2 separate regions of the Pan troglodytes genome follow, and region 1 is linked to region 2. The links are chromatin contacts, called in public Hi-C maps. All regions are on one chromosome and are shown on one strand. The core of a region is the stretch at or near the end of the contact, and the rest is flanking DNA. Distances in the headings are between cores, read along the strand shown.

Region 1 (5,739 bases), core at 643-3,142, 590 kb before region 2:
GTTTTTAGTCTTTGTAAAAATGTGCTTTTGGGTTTAGGGTTTCATCACTTCCTTCTATTCATCTGAAATGAGTGAATACATATGTAAATAAAACATCTACAAGAATTCTTATGTAAATAAAAAAAATATAGCATTCAGAGAAAGAAAAGAGCAGTTGATAAAGGAGAGCCAGTGCTGTGCGGCTTTGTGAACAAGGGAGGAAAGGATTTCTTTGTGCCACAACAAAACGTAACCCTGCCCATGAAAAGAAGGAGACAGGCTAGTTTCTGCTAAAAGCCAGGCTGCATGTAACTGACCCAGTGGAGGAAATCCTGGTTCTGTCTCTGGGGCGCCTTAGCGGTACTACGTGGATCGTACAGGTATGCAAGATACCTGTGCTTGTTCCGCTGACCTGGGCCCCAGCAGTGGGGCACATTTTTAAAACAAAAGCAAAATAACTACCAATTATTTTTAAAACTATATTTAAGAATTATATTTAAAACTGTTTCTACTGAGTTCTATTATTGTTTAAAAATAAAGACAAGCTAATAAACAAATTATGCCTTTAATAAGTTGTTGCATCTTTGTTGTAATGCTGCTGGTTGCTAACCAGAGGAGAATGTACTTCCTTCTCTCCTATCCTCTCAGATTAGTGTCCTACATGTACATTTCCAAGTTCCCCATGGAGCTGGGCATTTTAAAGTGTGAATTAAACTGGCACCATTTGAGCAAAATATCAATCACCCTTTGAAGTTGGCAGCCTCTCAACATATTTTTATGAAATGTTACCTTACTTTATGACAATTCTCATCCTGGCATAAGCTGTGATCAGTTATATATGTGAAGCAAGGTTCTGTGAAACAATCACAAACAATAAAGTCAATAATCTGCAAATTATGGACATTGATGCTTTTTAAGATTAGAGTAATAAAAATAGCTAATCACTGTCTTATGTCTTTTTATAAAAAATCTTAGACAATGAAAATTGTGAAGGTATTGCTTTCATCTTATGTTGCTGATCTTTCATTTGCTACACAGCAATTGTTAGGTTTAAATATGTGAGATGAAACATTTCTTTCAATAGACTTAATGTTAAGCACTTGAGTGAAAACATGAGTCAAATGTTTTACATTAATTTTCCTTCCTCCCTCCAGTAAGGTGAGATTTTTGTGACCTGAAAGTTATGCAAATTTGCAAGTAGGTTAAAAAAGAAAAGTAACCTTATAGAAAGAGATCCTCACAGTAATTATTCTGATGCTTCATTTGTTTGCAATTTTTTTTGGCTATAGTTTGGATGAAAAAAATACAAACCTCCTTTTATATGGCTTTAGGCTTTTTATTTATTTATTTTTTTAATTTGAACCAACCATTCAAAAATGACATGAAAAATCTGTCATTTGTTACAAATTAATTAATCAAAAAGTTAATAAGAACTCTTATAGCTAGTAAAAGAACCGCTTTAAACAAGGTGAAAACAATTAGGATAAAAAAAATTCCCATATAGGGTAAAATGCACCCACAAATAAGTAAGGACCAATTGCTACTCAATGCACAAAAATAAGCAAAGATTCAAAAGCAGAGATAAAGCTATTAAGAGTAGCTTTATCCCAAAGGTAATTATTGCTAATGCTTTTTAGGATGGGAAAAAATCCTACAGTAACTTTCAGTATGAATCTCATACTGAACCCCTATAACAACTTTGATGTGTTCTCACTATAACTCGGCTAATAGAAAAGGCATCCTGCTTTCTAAATATCACACCTGCAGTTGTCTACTCTTGGGAATCATTCAATTCATCAGTAAACACAACCCACATGCATCAAAAGTTTCCACTTTTTCCAGCTCTTTTTAACACTAGGATCCCTCCCCTCTCCCCAGGCTCCTTGCAGCTATCTAGGGAATCTTTCACTTTTTGTCCTTTCCCGACCCTTCTGGACCACATTTTCTCTTCTTATTCAGGCCATCTGCTCTCAAGGAAGGTAAAAGTTCTGCTAGGAAAACAATCAGCATCCCTAGCCATTAGTTGCTTTTGTGAAATATCCTTTTAGCCACTGCCTATGAAGACATACATTGTGCAAATCACAATTCAAATTATGATGGTCGTTTAAAAATAGTTTGTAATTGATACATTTCTGGCCAGAGCCTCCCCCTTTACTCTGGTAGTGGTACAATCTCCTTGTTCTTGACAGAAGTCTTTCTAAAGGCCTGCTCAAGCCTCACTAAGCAGCTGTGAGTTAGGTCATTTTCCCAGGAGTTTTACATGTGGAAAACTGGGCATTAGTAAGGCCTCAAAAAGGACACCATCTGGCCCTAGTGAAAAAAAGGATCATGACACTTCCTGTGGTACCAACAGACCCTGATGAACCAGAAAGGAATTCAGTCCTGGACTGTGATCCAATAGAGACCGGCCCCACAATCACCTCCGTGACAGCCAACTCCATTCATCTTAGCAGTTATCTCATAGCACAATGGACTTTTGTGCCATGCTGTTTACTGGAGGCGGAGTAAAATCCATTTTGATTTTTGTGTTTAGTCTCAGTGCCTGTCCTCTTTCCTGGAACACATACCACATCAGGAGAGACTGAGCTGCACAAAGAACAGTTCTTTCGGTTCCCATTCAAACTTCTTAATTTCCCTCCCACTGTACATGGGGCATAAGAATAAAATGCTGGACTCTTCAGAGGCTTCAGAAAACACCTTTTCTTGACATGAAGAGCCTCTCCTCCCACTTTCAATAAAATTTTTTGAAACTATTGAAATCAATCACTTTTTTTGGAGAAGAAAATTAAAATTTAAACAGATAAAGAAATTATTACTAGAAGTGTTTCACTGACTCCATTTAGTGTTTGTGTGTTGAAAGATTCTGTTAAAAACTACAGCAACAACATCAAGTAAACCAGGTTTTCTTATCTGAAAAAAGAAGTGACTGACCAAAGCAATAGGAGGGTGAATGCTGGTGACATCTTACATTGTTCTATAGTTGTTTTCAGCTTACAAAGTCTTTTTATATTTTCCTTTTCAAAAGATAGAAATGGGGCAAGTTGGATTAATACAATCAAATCTTTAATTGTTAAACTTTTTTATTTGAAGATACTACAAAACAAACAACAAGGAAACCTCTTAATTAACTCATTCTCAACAACTACATGTATATACTTTTTAAACGTAAAATATTATTTACGGTGGCTGATTACAGACCCTGAATGTGGTCATCTCAAAAATGAACTGTTGCCATTCAGGATAAATAGGGGCTTCCATCTGAGGGCTTTTATGTCATGTGGGCGGCAGCACAATGGGGAGGAGATGGCTGTAAAGGGAAGGTGCTTTCTTAGGTCCGAGAGCTCTCTTCTCAATTCTAACCAGATTCATCTTCATTATCCACCTTCCATTTTTTTTTTTTTTTTTTTAAATTCTTGCAACCCTATGATACTAAACCTCATTTTGTCTGCCACTGGGGCTTCATCTGTACACAGATCTGAATCCTCCCCCACTGTTGGAACCTTCAATAGAAAGCCATATTGCCACACAAAGGGACTTGGGGGTTAAAGAAAACGGTTAAGGCCCATCGTTTTATTCTCAGAATTTAACTTGGGGAGGGGAATAGAGAGGCTGCTCTTCTTCCAAATAAATTTCTCCTGCCTCAATTTTGAAGAACTTAAAAAGCCAACACAGAATGAGTAGAACTTAATGAAGGAAAACATTTTTCTGACTCTCAGTCCCTGATGGAAATGATCAGGCTCTATTGTGGGAAGATATAGCTGTTCCTCACTTATTAACATGTGTGTCCAAGGCCTAATTATAGGCATTCTCTTTTAATGTAGAATTGTCACCATTGGTGTTATTCATAAAGTGCCCATTGTGAGAAGTTCAAAACCGCAACCTTTATCTCTAGTCATCAGTGAATTTTCTCTGGATTCTGTAACCACTGGCAGCATATTATGACTACAAAGCCCAAGTTTTTGTGTATTACACTCCTCGTGTAATAATGAAAATGCCTGCAAGTAACAGCTTGATTAGAAATGAAGTGGGGCGGCAAGTGGGGGGTGGGCAGAGGGGAGAGTAGAGAGAGAGAGTTTCTATTTTGAAAGATCTAAAGCAGAGTATGAAACAGCCAGCATCCTCTTGCTGAAATGTCTGCACAATTACGCACACAGTTATGAGTTACAGTCTTTCATACGATGTGTCTCACAGCTTAAGTAAGAAAACTACCAAAGAAACTTTGAGGTAAGGGCCAGCAGTTAGGGCCACAGACCTCAGTGCCTGAAGGCTGGTTGAAAAGAGTAGGCGAAGCTGAGCCACGAGGCTCAGGGAGGGCATGGGATGCAGATATTTGGAAAACTGCCTTTGAGGTAGCAGAGGCAATTCCCTAAAACAGAAAGAAAAGGAGAAGAAAAAGGAGTAACCTCACCAGGAGGAGGAGGAAGCCCACAGTTTCCTCAGTGCTGCTGAACATAAAAGCCACTTAGATGCTAGAAAAGGGGGTGAAAAATCCAGACTTACACAGGCACATAAATGTTCAGTAATTTGGGACACAGACTCATTCTTTCCGTAAAGATCATAAATACTCCCTGTAAGAGTAATGAAGTTTATTTTTTTCTTTTTTAAACAAAAGAACCATTGAACACCCCATAGGTCATAAAATAATTAATTTTACCTATTATCTCTTCGGCCACTTTTCTTAGCATTGATTTTTACATCATTAACATGTTTGCTTAGTATTAAATAATTTTAGGGGACTAAAATGTTAATTAAAAATATAAGTGACATCTCAGTTGCTAGGAAGGCCAGTGAGAACATTGTTTTAAACTGGAGGCTTGTGCGGCTCCCCCGCCCCCCACAGAAGCTCTGTTTTAAGGCAACAGTTTGCTAGGAAGAAAACGACAAAACCAGAAACAATTTGCTCCTTAAAGGATTTGAGAATGCTTATGTTGGAGGCTTACAAAAGCGGCGTTATGTCCTTGAACATTCTAAAGATCATTGTTAATAGGATCAATTTTTGTGTGTTATTCAGCTGGATCGTTCATAGATTGTAAGAACTACATTTTAGTAGGGCACATGGTGGTGATGGGGGTGGGGGTGGGGGGAAAGGGAAGGCCCAGCAAATTCCATGTGATCAGTTCAGCTGCAATAATCTCTTTTCTCCTTCTTGACGAAGCCACACATGAGAGCACTCTGGTGTCTTTCATCATTATTTGTCACCCTTTTGTGCAAAACAACTTATATCCACAGCCATTCCAGCAATTAAAATGAAAAAGAACCAAACAGTATTCTCATTGAATACTCAGAGGCCAGTGCCACCAAGTGCCATCCAACCTATTGAATGTCAGATACCTAATGCCATTAGAGCTCTGTAAGTATTTTGTGAAAAAATAAATAAATAAATTGTTACATGCAGAATGTAGAGAATGATTTACAAAGATAAAATCTTTTAATGCCCTGGCAGCAGCTAGATCATCTGTAACAGACTCTCAGTGACAATGTGAAGGAGAACTTAAGCAACCGACAGGGATTCAGACTCACTTCAAAAGACTGAGAACTTTGAATTTTGGTAGACAAGTAGTCACAGGGTAAAGTCAATTAAACAAGAATAAGTTAATTTTGTTTCTGTTGAAATATTCTCTGAAAATCACAATGAACATTTTATTAGCCTGATTTTTATTAAATACTTCTCCAAAACTATAATGTGCCACCAATTCCAAGAAAAGTACACTTTCATTCCTTTTTCTGAAAAAGGGCAAACTCAAAGAAAGTAAAGATAAA
Region 2 (5,790 bases), core at 1,274-3,773:
GTAGAAGAAACATCTGGTTGGTTGACTGCAATTTCATTTGTGAATCAGCAGTTTTGGCACTGTACAGACACAATCAGAGAAAAATTTTATGACGTCTGAGCTTATTTGTGCTTCATTTTAAAACACAGGCAAATGTCCAAGTGTGATTGTGAGGTGATAGTGATATAATAATAACTTAGTCTAGTAAGCAAATCATATAAATACTAATTTTGGTCATATTTACAGTCTGCAGGGTATTTATATATGTATTATATCATTTGGTTCTCTTAATAACCATATGAGGTAGACAAGGAGATATTTTTAACTTAACAGTTGAGAAAACTGAGGCCACTGGAACTTTTTAAAACTAGAGCTTTAATCAAAGTCATCTGGTTCCAATTGTCATTCTAATTTCAACTCGTTGTGGATAAGGGGGTATGCTAAATTGAAGAAAGAATGTTTTCATGCCTGGTTGGGGTTGTACTTTTGGTTCAGAAGTGGGAGAGCAAAAGGGATGAGATACAATCTCACAATTCAGAATCTGCAGTACAATAATTACAGTGTGTGTTTGTGGGTATGGAGAGATGCCATATATATTTATGTAAGTGTGCACATTTGCATTTTGTGCATGACCATGCCCTACAAATACTGATCAGTACTCGCAAGTGACTTACAACTCATTAGTAGCACTAGTCTAAGCTGTAGCAGTAATGAACACCACCAATGTCATTTTCAATATTTCCTGGATAGGAGACAACTCACCATAGGTGGTGAGTGTCTACAACCTCTGAAGATAGAACCTGGATTCTCAATCTTCATATTTCAAAAAGAAGGTGATCCCTCTTTTTATTTCAATGGGTTTGTGAATGCACCATTTTCACTTTTTAAAGTTCTAAAATATCCAACCTGTTTTTCGTTTGTTTTGTTTTTAAGACACAATGTTCTATGACATTCTGAACATACTGTGAAACTCAGACTGAGTGGAAATTTAGTTTGCTATTGGCTAATAACTTTTTCCTAGTGGCTCAAATCAGAAGATTCAGGAAGGGGACTCCATGTGTGTGTGCCTAGAAGCACATAAAAAGCAGCAGTACCTGTGCATAATAAAAATAAGGAGATAATGGTAAATAATATAAATGCCAGAAAATATGGTTAGTTTCATGGTCTTGGTTCTTAATTTTTGCCATTTGTTCTGCTTTAAGAATAAAACAAAGAACAAGCTAATAGCCAGGGATTAATGCAAGAAAGGTGGCTCTTCCCCAAACATTCTGCCTTTTTAGCCCACTGTCTGGAAAACGAATTGAGATTTGGGGAACTCGCAGTGCTTTTGCATTTTTCTTCATTAGGAAGAGTATTTGTGAAACAAGCTCCAAATTTTTGCCATTCATGATTCCTGGCCACAGGGTGATATTCTTCAGTGACACAATCTTCAATGTATATGAGGCAGAGGATCATTTCTTATCCTGAGCACACGACGTAGCTAAGACGCAGCTGAAACCACCCCTCCCACACTCTCCACTTCAACAACAGCAGCTCATTATCAGAAGCACGTTGTAAAGGGCGGTGCAAGCACAAAAATCAATCTGATTGCCTGTATAGCTCTGCAAAATCATTCCAAGGGAGAAAAGAAAATGCCAGAGAGTAAGGAGAAAAGGGGCTAGGAGGGTGGAAAAGAGCAGGAATGAGGACATAAACCCTCCAAGGTCCATGAGGACTGAAGTTTAATGGCTGAGTGCTTGTTTTGAACTGTGACCTGAGGTTTGGCTGGGCACTAACAGTGGCATGCCTCATCAGCCACTGTCATAGCCACCCCAGGGTATACCTCCAGCAGGGAGTCAGCTCCATATCCTGAATTCTCAACTACCAGCTACCCACTGCCTCCTCCGCACGCACTGCTGAGACCCTGCCGAGAAATCAGCATGCAACCCAAGGAAGCATCCTTTCCTCTGGAATAAAAATTAATATTACTTGTCATATTTCATGTCTGAGCTCTTTTCATGCTTTATCCTCTGGTAATGAGGGCTAAATTACCAATATTAGTAGATTTTCATGGCTAGCACAGAAAGAGCTGTTACCAGAATAAATGTTTGCCTTGCTTCTGTTGGACACAGGCTTTGCTAATGCAGCTTTGCTAATTATTTCTAAATAGGCAATAATCTGCATCCCCTAGTGCTGGATAGTGGATTGGCCACGTACCTGCTATTTCCCTTATTTACATGTTTTACAACTTTATCAACTACACTAATTACACTCTGAGCACTGTTTAAAATTTTCTGTTAATAGAGATACAATGATGCACCAGAGGATGTGTATTTATGCCATAATTGCGCCTCTGTTCCTACGATGCAGTCTCCAATTAGCTGTCTACGGTGGCACAAGCAGCTGCCTGATATTCTAAAGCAGTGAAACATCTGCACGGCGGATGATACGCTCACATGGATTTTTTTTTAAGCCTAGAAATTTACACCCAAGGGAGTGCAGACAAATAGGAGCCTGTCATGTGTAGGGATGATTAGAAATCCTCACCATGGCAACATTGGAGCAGCCATGTCACAGAGTGAGGGGACACATGTCTAGATGAAGGCGCTAAAAACATTTGCCATTTTTTTTTAGCTTCAGTCTTCCAAACTTCCCTCCCTCCCCCTTTCTCTTTTTCATAGTCTTCTCTTTGCATCTAAAGCCAACCAAAACAGCAGGTGAAAAGGCCAAAGTCTGCAGCCATGCAAGGCATATGACATACGGGATCTAGTGTTAGGAAAAACAGTGAGCAATCAGAAATGTTAGACCCAGGAAATGTGCTGGGCCAGGAATGGGAGGGAGTGTGTTTTGTTTGAAAAATATCATAATAATTATTATTTCTTTAAGTGGTGGATTGTGTTAAGAGCAAGAGGCAAGATAGAAAATAAATATTAGACAGAATATAACACTTGAGGTACCTTAGTCAAAAGATGACACCTAATTTAAAATTTCCTTTTAACCCTCATTAACAGTTACAATTTCTGCATGAACAGTTGGCTAGCACACATTAGTGAGAGTAGGGAAGGCACACAAATGTCTTCTAGTCTGATATTGAATATATTTCTTAATGGCTGCTTCTTTCATAAGCCTGCCCATATAAGGACACTACATGGATGTATTTAATTACACATTAAAAAAGCCTTTAAATCCTATAGGAAGTTATGATGGAAATGCAAACATATATCATTGTGCATTCTAGAATTATATTGATTTGTATATTATGCTAATTATAATTTTGTTAAGAATAACATTGTACTGGCCTATGATTTGACCACATAGGCTTCAAAGATGCCTCTCATGATATTATATGTTTTGGTCTACATATTACCTTAATTCCTGTTTGAAAATACCAAAGTTTAAGTTATTAATTTAAAAATTGGTCTTCCAAATAATTATTATATCATATGGTTATGGTAACACTTCACAATTAATAACGAAGGCATGTTTAAAAGTATTTAATTAGCAGGGAGCTGAGAGGTGAAGGGGGCTACTAGTAGAGAAATAATTAGGGTGAAAATCCTTTAATACAAAGAGTAATTATAGGTAGGAGCAAAAATGTAACATATGTGCTAAATTATAAGAGTACCACAAGCAATGTGAATTGCATTAAGGTTCAAACCATATCAGTTAAAATCAGCTCCTGTTCTGTGACAATGGTCCCCTTGGTAAGGCACTAGCTTGTCCATACTTGTGTTACTTAACATCACTTTGGGCTGCTACCTCAGAAATGCCAAGATGTCAGGGTAAGGTACAGATAATTCTATCACAACTGGAGTTCTTCTGGGAATAAATCTCAAAAATGTACATTTAAAAAATCCTTTAATTCATTCCATTGAGAACAAAGACAATATTAGGAAATGCTATAGTTAAATAAATACTTAGTTTATTTTTGGAAGTATACATGTATGCATATGCATAAGTATACATATATACATACATTCATAAAGACTGGCAATGCTTTCAAAATAACTGCATAATACTATATGCCTAGAGTATAAAATCTCAAATTGGGATAGTGATTAGAAGCAGGGTTTTATAGTTCCTCAATATGTTTAAAATAACTTCATGAAACCCTAATAAAAATTTAAAGAAAAGATCATCTTGAGTTAACAGACTATATTAGCATTATCTTGGGTTAATGGCAGATAAGTCTCCTAAGACCACTTCTTCTAATTTTCTAACATTCTGGTACCACTGGGTACATGATGATCAATATTTCAGTCAACCCCCTCAGGCTCCTGGCTTTTATCAGACCATGGCACTAAGACACCTTACAGTGTTTACCAATGAAATCATAAAACGATAGGTTAACAGTGAAAATGTCTTTCCTCTACTTAACACTTTAGTAACATGAGAATTAGTTATTTATTCAATTCCAAAAGAGAATCTGAGAGTTGCCTCTTCCCCACCATATCCTATAAGTAAATTCTGAGTGCAGCTGGAGAGTGTCTACATAAATGATTCTTGTCATGACTCTGGTCTGTGGGTCTCACTGTCCCTCAGCACACTATATTTTGTACAAGCCTATATTAGAGAAGTATGATACTGAAGATCCACCATCCACCACATCTGTCAGCATAGGGACAGAGTTTATCTGATAAACAAGTCATTTTTGGAAACTGCAGATGCTCCCACTGTGAAGTATTAAATGTGGCCCCGCTTAGATACATAGAATGGGGTTCCGGTTGACTGAACGCAGGCTGATAAGCTCTGAACAGCTCAGAATGCTGTTTGCCCACATACTAATGTTAAACAAAAGAACCGCAGACTGCAGAGAAAGGATGCGGGTCAGACCAGTAAATTGCTTAAACCCTTAGGCAGCCTTCTGAAAAGAAAAGGCATGAAAGAAGCTGATATGAGCTTTTATGCAGAATTGTTCTGTTTATTATCCCTGTTAAGGAAATGATGGCAAGTGTCTTGTTAAACTATATATTCCCAATAAGACAAGAGGACTGACTCTAAACAAGATGCAATATGCCACTGGTCATCACTTGATAAACCATACATATCTTCTATATTATTTCTACATTTAGAATGTAATGCGAAAGACAATAATTTAAGCTGTACTCATGAAAACCATAAAGGCTGTTAAATGTGTCTTAGTATTACACTACCTGATTTGTCACTGAGTATTCCAAGCTAATAACAATCCGTCATGGAAGAAATCTATTTTGTATAAAAATTTCACTATCTTCCATTAAAACTTTGTTAGTTTTCAAACGTGATGACTATATTTCAAATGAATTGCTGAGACAGCTTAATAATAAAATCAGAATGAAGTATATCATTGTGACAACATGTAAACTTACCCTGAATAGAGCAGGGATACAATTTTATTAGTAAAATTCTCCAGTGGATAACATGACAGTCAGTATTGAATCTCCCCTGTTGTTAGGGGTTGGAGCTGGGGGAAGGGAGAAAAAGATTCTTGAGTTTGCTAGACTTTCAATACTTTCCCTCAGGTCTGACCCCCTCAAGAAACAGCATCTTTTCTGAAAGCAGATTTTTCTTCCACTCAGCCCAGTCTCCTCTCCCTCCCCTCCTGCAGAGACACTCCCATTCTGATTCATGTTTTGGGACAAAGGAAATGAGGAAAAATCCCAAGGCTTAAAGAAAACCTGATGAGAGAACCCTAACAGATAAGCAATGGATTTCGTCCAAATCACAAAGCAAGAAAAGATTTGGCAATCAAAGGGCCACAAACATACAGAAGGAGAAAATAAAGCTATATGATGTAAAGACAGCATAAAGAAAAACACACACAGGCAATTGCACCAACAATAAAAAATTAAA

Evidence for each region. Hi-C and Micro-C count contacts between places; a contact is called where the count stands out from the background.
Region 1: a contact with region 2 is called in a Hi-C map of stem cell-derived neural progenitor cells, with 4 times the contacts expected there. The contact joins two enhancer-like sites. A contact is called at or near these places in 1 of 7 Hi-C or Micro-C datasets (stem cell-derived neural progenitor cells) and 1 of 1 other capture datasets (stem cell-derived neural stem cells).

What each region holds. Positions count from the first base shown.
Region 1 is chr5:110,579,649-110,585,387 of NHGRI_mPanTro3-v2.0_pri, reverse strand. No RefSeq gene overlaps it. Among named protein-coding and RNA genes, the nearest start is that of POU3F2, 190 kb to the left of the region's middle. Within about 2 kb of position 1,892, at least 10 of the 24 cell types and tissues checked have an H3K27ac peak or open chromatin away from gene starts, as enhancers often do. A contact at or near this core is called in stem cell-derived neural progenitor cells, where this site is marked.
Region 2 is chr5:109,990,139-109,995,928 of NHGRI_mPanTro3-v2.0_pri, reverse strand. The region is part of intron 3 of LOC134810342 (a long non-coding RNA gene); the gene reads right to left. Among named protein-coding and RNA genes, the nearest start is that of MMS22L, 770 kb to the right of the region's middle. Within about 2 kb of position 2,523, at least 8 of the 24 cell types and tissues checked have an H3K27ac peak or open chromatin away from gene starts, as enhancers often do. A contact at or near this core is called in stem cell-derived neural progenitor cells, where this site is marked.